2 separate regions of the Zea mays genome follow, and region 2 is linked to region 1. A link is a contact called in public Hi-C data. All regions are on one chromosome and are shown on one strand. The core of a region is the stretch at or near the end of the contact, and the rest is flanking DNA. Distances in the headings are between cores, read along the strand shown. Region 1 holds the start of LOC100285072. Region 2 holds the start of LOC100274936.

Region 1 (3,107 bases), core at 217-2,716:
CCCAGTGTGTTGCACATCGAGGAGACCTCCGCACGGAGTGCAGCGGAGTATGGGTCAGAGAACACAGGATCAAGGTCAGGGAGGATGTCACGCACAGCCTCGTACATGTCAACGACGCGGAAAAGGCGCTCCGGCGCGCGGCTTGAGGAAGAGATAGCGTCGCCGAACGATATGAGCTGCAGAGCCTGGGTACGCACGGCGGCGATGAAGGCAAGATCGCCGAAGGGGGCGAGGCCGTCGAAAACGCGGTCACATAGGCGGCGCTCACTGGGAATCAGTATGCGAAACACCATGTTGAACGCCGGGATCCAGCGGGCGATGTCGAACTCAAGCTCCTCCCAGGGTGAGGCATGAACCTCCTCGGCGGTGCGGGAACGGACGCCGAGGCGCGCAACGCTCTCGTCGACGAAGCCGCGGCGCGCCGCGGCGTAGGCCTCAGCGCACTCGCGGCCAAAGCCGGCGTCCACCATCCTCCTGGCGATCTGGTGCACGTTGGCGATGGACCCCGGAGAGAGAGCATCGATCACGACGTCGTAGTCCGTCACCGGCTTGGCGATCGGGATAGGCTCGTCGCCGTAGTTGTTCCCACCTCCGAAGTCCTCCTCGTCGTCGTCGCTCCCGTCCGACCCGAACCCACCCGGCACCACGGGGGCGGCGGCGTCGGGGCGCTCTATGAGCTCCCTGAACTCATCCTCCAGACGCGCCATGCACCGGCTGAGCAGCTCGTCGGAGCGGTCGAGCAAGGCGCGGTTGGTCCCCGCGGCGTCCAGCTCCTGCACGGTGCCGATGAGGTCGTCGACCGCCTCCAGGAACGCGTCCGCGTCGGCGGAGTCCGCCCAAATCAGCCGATCCATGGCCACGAACTGCGAGATCTGGCGGTCCAGCGCGCGCACGGTCCGCTCCATCGACGTGACCAGCGGCCTCGGCCCAGCGGCCGACACCGCCGCCGCGGGAGGCGGGGGCAGCGGCGGTGACGTCGGCATCGAGCGCTCCCCTACGATTCCTCCCCCTCCTCCTCCTCCTCCTCCTCCGCCACCACCGGACGCAGCGGCCGCCGCCGCCGCGCGCGCGGCGTAGAGCTTGTCGAGCGAGAGGCGGCCGTCGTAGTTGGAGAAGACCTTGAGGATGTCCTCCGTCATTGTGTCGCTGCTCCCCAGCGTCTGCACGATATGCTGCACCGTCGCGAGCAGCTTCTCCTCGCCATCCTCCGCCATGGCTCTTGGGTCGGGGTGCAAGACGGCTACTTTCGTGGCCGGAACAGCATCACCCGGCGCGCTGGCTCCGATCTGGATGATGGCTCCACGCGGCTTCGGGTGATGTTTGTTGTGGGCGGAGACGAGGCGAGGGGAAGACTTCTCGCTTCTCGCTCTGGAACGCGGTGGCGTCTAGTCGAGACTCGAGAGCGACCGCTTGCTTGACTGGTGGCCACTGCTACGGCACGGGGCACGGGCAGCTCTCGAGTTGCAGTGCCGTCATGCCGAGTGCGCGGCGTAAACTTGCGGTGGGTGTTGGGCCAGTCACGGACGGTCTTGAGTCTTGACGGTGAAAACGGCGTGGCCTCGGGAGATGCGAAAGGCAAAGGTCGTGCCGTGTCGTCGGTGACAGCGTCGGCATAGCACAGGGCTAGGCTGCTTGTCTCTTGTCTGGCACAGACGAAAAAGTCATGGCACAGGGCTAGGCTGCTTGTCTAGCAGGTGGGTTTCAGACGGAGAAGGCGGGAAGGATGACTGGATGAGGCTGGTTTCAACGGCGTGAGCCGCGGGAAGGACAGTCACGGGGATAATGAACTATCTCTCCAAAATTCATGTTTACGGTTTTCTTAACAGTTTTGCCATTATAGTTTAAAAGATACTACACTTTTGCCATTTTGCCTACGTGGCTGACCACTTCCGTCCGCCACATTATTAACACTAGTCCAATGCATACATACACCGGCACATAATCATGATTCAGACTTTATCGGCAATGCAATAGTTGAGCGATACACGAGGGTCTAATAAATCATTATGGTGGACCTTCTCAAAAACAATATTCATAATAAATAAAGTTAATATCTATGAGAATATATTGTCTATATCTAGTATTGATAATAAAAATAAATATTACACTTTACCTTAGTTAAATGACCGAGAAATATATAAGTTAAAAAGGACTTTTAAAATTGATCCTTACATGGTTTGGGAAACATTAAATACTGCAGGCATTTCTAAATCGTTGTATTACCAATTAAATTCAGACTCGTCCTGTTGTGGGAAAAGAAATTATTTTATCTTTATCAAACATATCTAATGGGTCTTTAAATGCACTATAGTTAATAGTTAGTAGCTAAAATTAGTTAAGACCTCTAAACACTCTAGCTAATAGTTCAACTATTAACATTTTTTGGTAAATTAGTGTCGGGGACCATAATTAGGGGTACCTCAAGGCTCCTAATTCTCAGCTGGTAACCCCATCAGCACAAAGCTGTAAAGGACTGATGGGTGCGATTAAGTCAGGGATCGGTCCATTCGAGGGCCTCGATCACGCCTCGCCCGAGCCTAGCCTCGGGCAAGGGCAGCCGACCCCGGAGGATCTCCGTCTCGCCCGAGGCCCCCCTCCAGCGACGAACATACTTCTGGCTCGCCCGAGGCCTAGTCTTCGCCAAGAAGCAACCCTGGCCAAGTCGCCACGCCAACCGACCAAATCGCAGGGGCATTTAATGCAAAGGTGGCCTGGCACCTTTATCCTGACGCGCGCCCTTCCGTCGACAGAGCCGAAGTGACCGCAATCACTTCGCCGCTCCACTGACCGGCCTGACAGAAGGACAGCGCCGCCTGCGCCGCTCCGACTGCTGCGCCACTCGACAGAGTGAGGCTGACAGGCAGTCAGGCCCGGCCTCAGGCACCATAGGAAACTCTGCTTCGCCCGACCCAGGGCTCGGACTTGGGCTCAGCCCCGGAAGACGGCGAACTCCGCTCCGCCCGACCCAGGGCTCGGACTCGGGCTTAGCCCCTGAAGACGACGGACTCCGATCCGCCCAGCCTCAGGGCTCGGACTCGGGCTCAGCCCCGAAAGACGACGAACTCCGCTTCGCCCCACCCAGGGCTCGGACTCGGGCTCAGCCCCGA
Region 2 (3,107 bases), core at 194-2,693, 200 kb after region 1:
AACTAAATAACTAACAAAACTAAATATTATAAATAACAAAACAAAACCTTCATATAACAACCAAATTTAACCTAACATAATAACTAACATTATAATCTAATCATAAAATCTACGCCTTGACATGTACACATACAATCCAATGGCAGAAACTAAACATATGTTTGTAGACGTAACCGATCTACTAAACAATGTTGCTTGTATATCAAAATCTAAATTGGTTCAACCCATATTTACCTAGAAAACTAGGTTTACAAAAACACACTTAACATGGATTAAATTGAGGAGAGGGAGGATACCTTGATCTTGAAGATCCAAGGATCAAATCCAAGCTTCAAAGTTTGAGTCAATGAATTAGAGAACGTTGAAGGGATATGAAGAGAGATGAGAAATAAATGGATGTCGCATGTGTCGAAGACGTTGGGCGAGGGAAAGGAGAAGTCGTGGCTCGGTGCAATAGCTCGATGCTAATATCTATGGCGTGGAGCTTAGCAGCATAGGTCATAGCGTCGAGGTGCTGCCATGTCACATCTATGATGGTGTTAGTGTGTATATCTCGACGGCGTTGAATTGTGTATTAGAGACCATGACACTGATTTCTAGGATAAATAGCACTTTGTTCCACTAATAATCGAAAAGTGATTTTTTTAAAAGATGCTAAAATAAAAAAATCAAGATCCAGTTGTGTTACTAACTTCGTGTGCACTAAAGAATTGTTTGATTTCAGTGTATGGTAGAACGGATCCGCTCCGATCCCAACTTATTGTTTGGATTGATTCTGATCCCAACTTATTGTTTGGATTTGATTCTGTGTATGGCAAAGCGACTTCAAAAATAAAATTATGTTCAAATGCTGAATCATTTGTCTCTCCAAAATCTCTCAGACAGAGCCGCTCCATTCTAATTCCCAACTGGCTCTTACTTAAATAATGTATGTGTATTATGTACGAGTGTATCTTGGCATAGTGCAAAAGGAGTTAAAAGAAAGCAGCTCTTTTCATGCAAAACGAGTGTACCCTAAACTAAAATTTAGCCCCTGTCATATCGAATGTTTGAACCTCCGTTCCGGGTATTAAATGTAGTCGGATTATAAAACTAATTTGTCAGCCGAAGATTAAAAGACGAGACGAATCTAGTCCAGTTGGTTGGGTCTATATTTCATATTCCTATTTAAAAGTCAAACGTTTGATGTGACCCGAGCTAAACTTTAGCAGGTACAACCAAACACTCAGTATTTCACACATTGCTGGATGCCGACAGGCCAGTCCATCAGAGCCTGTGGCTGTCGTCTTTTCTTATCCACACGACCACGCACACGCACACAATCTGCATGGTACTACCATGTGTCAAGAATTGGCGTTGAAAATGACGAGATCGCGATTTTTTTTTTCTTCTTTCTCTAGTGCCGCTGCCTGTGAATCGATTCACAGTTTATCCACGAGACCACGACATCCCCAGACTCCCAGCATCGGCTCTCGCGATCAGCAAGCACAGCTCCAAGCAGGCTGCCAGCAATGCTGTCCCACGCGCCGTCTCAAATCCCCGCCGCCTCCAAACCGCGCCTCTCCTCTCGCAGGCGCAGCTCCCGCCTAGGCGCCAAACACCTCACGGCCACCGCCGCTGCGGCCTCAACACTCCGCAGCGTATCCGCCTCCCGCCGCGGCTTCGTCCTCTTCGTTCCCTCGCTCGCCGCCGCATCCGCCGTCCTCCGCCCGCTCCCGTCCGCCGCCACCGAGGCCGATGACACCGAAAGCCCGGCTCCACATCCACCGCCCACCGAAGAATCCCTCTCCCCGCAGCCCGCCGCGGATGCGGCGGAGACGAAGCCTGAGGCCAGCGAGTCGGCCATGTCGAGGGTGTACGACGCGACGGTCCTCGGGGAGCCAGAGGCGTTGGCAGGGGACGCGCGGGGGCGGGTGTGGGAGAAGCTGGCGGCTGCGAGGGTGGTGTACCTCGGCGAGGCCGAGCTCGAACCCGACCCCGACGACCGTGTGGTCGAGCTCGAGATCGTCAGGGGCCTCGCGGGCCGCTGCGCTGACGCTGGAAGGGGCCTGGCGCTCGCGCTGGAGGCGTTCCCCTGCGACCTACAGCAGCAGCTCGACCAGTTCATGGACGGCAGGTGCGGTGCTGCTCTCCGTCTGCGGTTGTAATTTATCACTTCTCCTATATGTTCTAATTTTAAGGCAACGTTGTTGCGATGGAAAAAATTGCTATGATTTGTGAGCCCAATATGATAAATTGGCGACCACTTGGAGGGCTTCTTTGTTCTTTGCACATGTTTAACTTGTATATGAGCCCCATTGGGCCTGGAATACACTTTGTTCCGCCACTTCCTAACAATTGTAACAAGCATAAATTGTATGCTGCCTCATTAATAGTGTGGTATTTTATCATGAAAAAGATGTAGTATTCTTTGCACCTCATGGTTTGTTGAAGCTAATTGGATGTTCGCGAACAATTACATTCTATAAGAGAATTAAGTAAGAACTTGACAAGCTTATGCTTTATTTAGGATTGATGGTGGAATCTTAAAGTTATACACATCGCACTGGTCGCAGGAGCTATGGCAGGAGTATGAACCTCTTCTGTGTTACTGCCGTGATACTGGAATTAAGCTTATTGCTTGTGGAACACCACTGGAGGTGATTGTTAGCTACTTAGCTTGTACAGTCAATAAGCTAGTATGTGAATAATGTGGACAACCTTTTTTATCAATAGCATACAGCGCCAGTGAATCAAGTCTTGTCCTGGCAAAGTTTTTCCAGTATATCTTGAAAGATGACACTATATATTTCGTTATGTATTTCTCATTCTACATAACATGATACTATCTCTCTGCAGGTTTCTACACAGCTGCTTAGCAAGCATGCCATCAGCATGGTTCTAGTATATAGAGAACTCCGTGCAAACTAGTGGAAAAACCTTGTTTTGCACACTTAAGATACAGTTGCTGTTAGTGTTATGACTCATCACTCCTGAAGTGTATTCTGCTGAATGTGCATGTTACTATTTCTATACTTTGTTTTGGGCATTTATGAGCTTCAAATGCCAATTTTTGCTGGTCAATTTCGTCGAATATAAGGTTTCTTTCTTGAGCAGGTGAAAAGAAC

What was found. Hi-C and Micro-C count contacts between places; a contact is called where the count stands out from the background.
Region 2: a Hi-C map of leaf shows a contact between it and region 1, with 8 times the contacts expected there. The contact joins the promoter of LOC100274936 here to the promoter of LOC100285072 in region 1. A contact is called at or near these places in 6 of 25 Hi-C or Micro-C datasets (bundle sheath, ear, leaf and 2 more).

Annotation. Positions count from the first base shown.
Region 1 is chr8:121,271,655-121,274,761 of Zm-B73-REFERENCE-NAM-5.0, forward strand. LOC100285072 reads right to left here and starts at 1,467. Exons shown (of 1, transcript NM_001157967.2): 1 at 1-1,467. The coding sequence starts at 1,214.
Region 2 is chr8:121,473,224-121,476,330 of Zm-B73-REFERENCE-NAM-5.0, forward strand. It overlaps LOC100274936, which reads left to right and starts at 1,444. Exons shown (of 7, transcript NM_001349907.1): 1 at 1,444-2,116; 2 at 2,510-2,639; 3 at 3,097-3,107. The coding sequence starts at 1,512.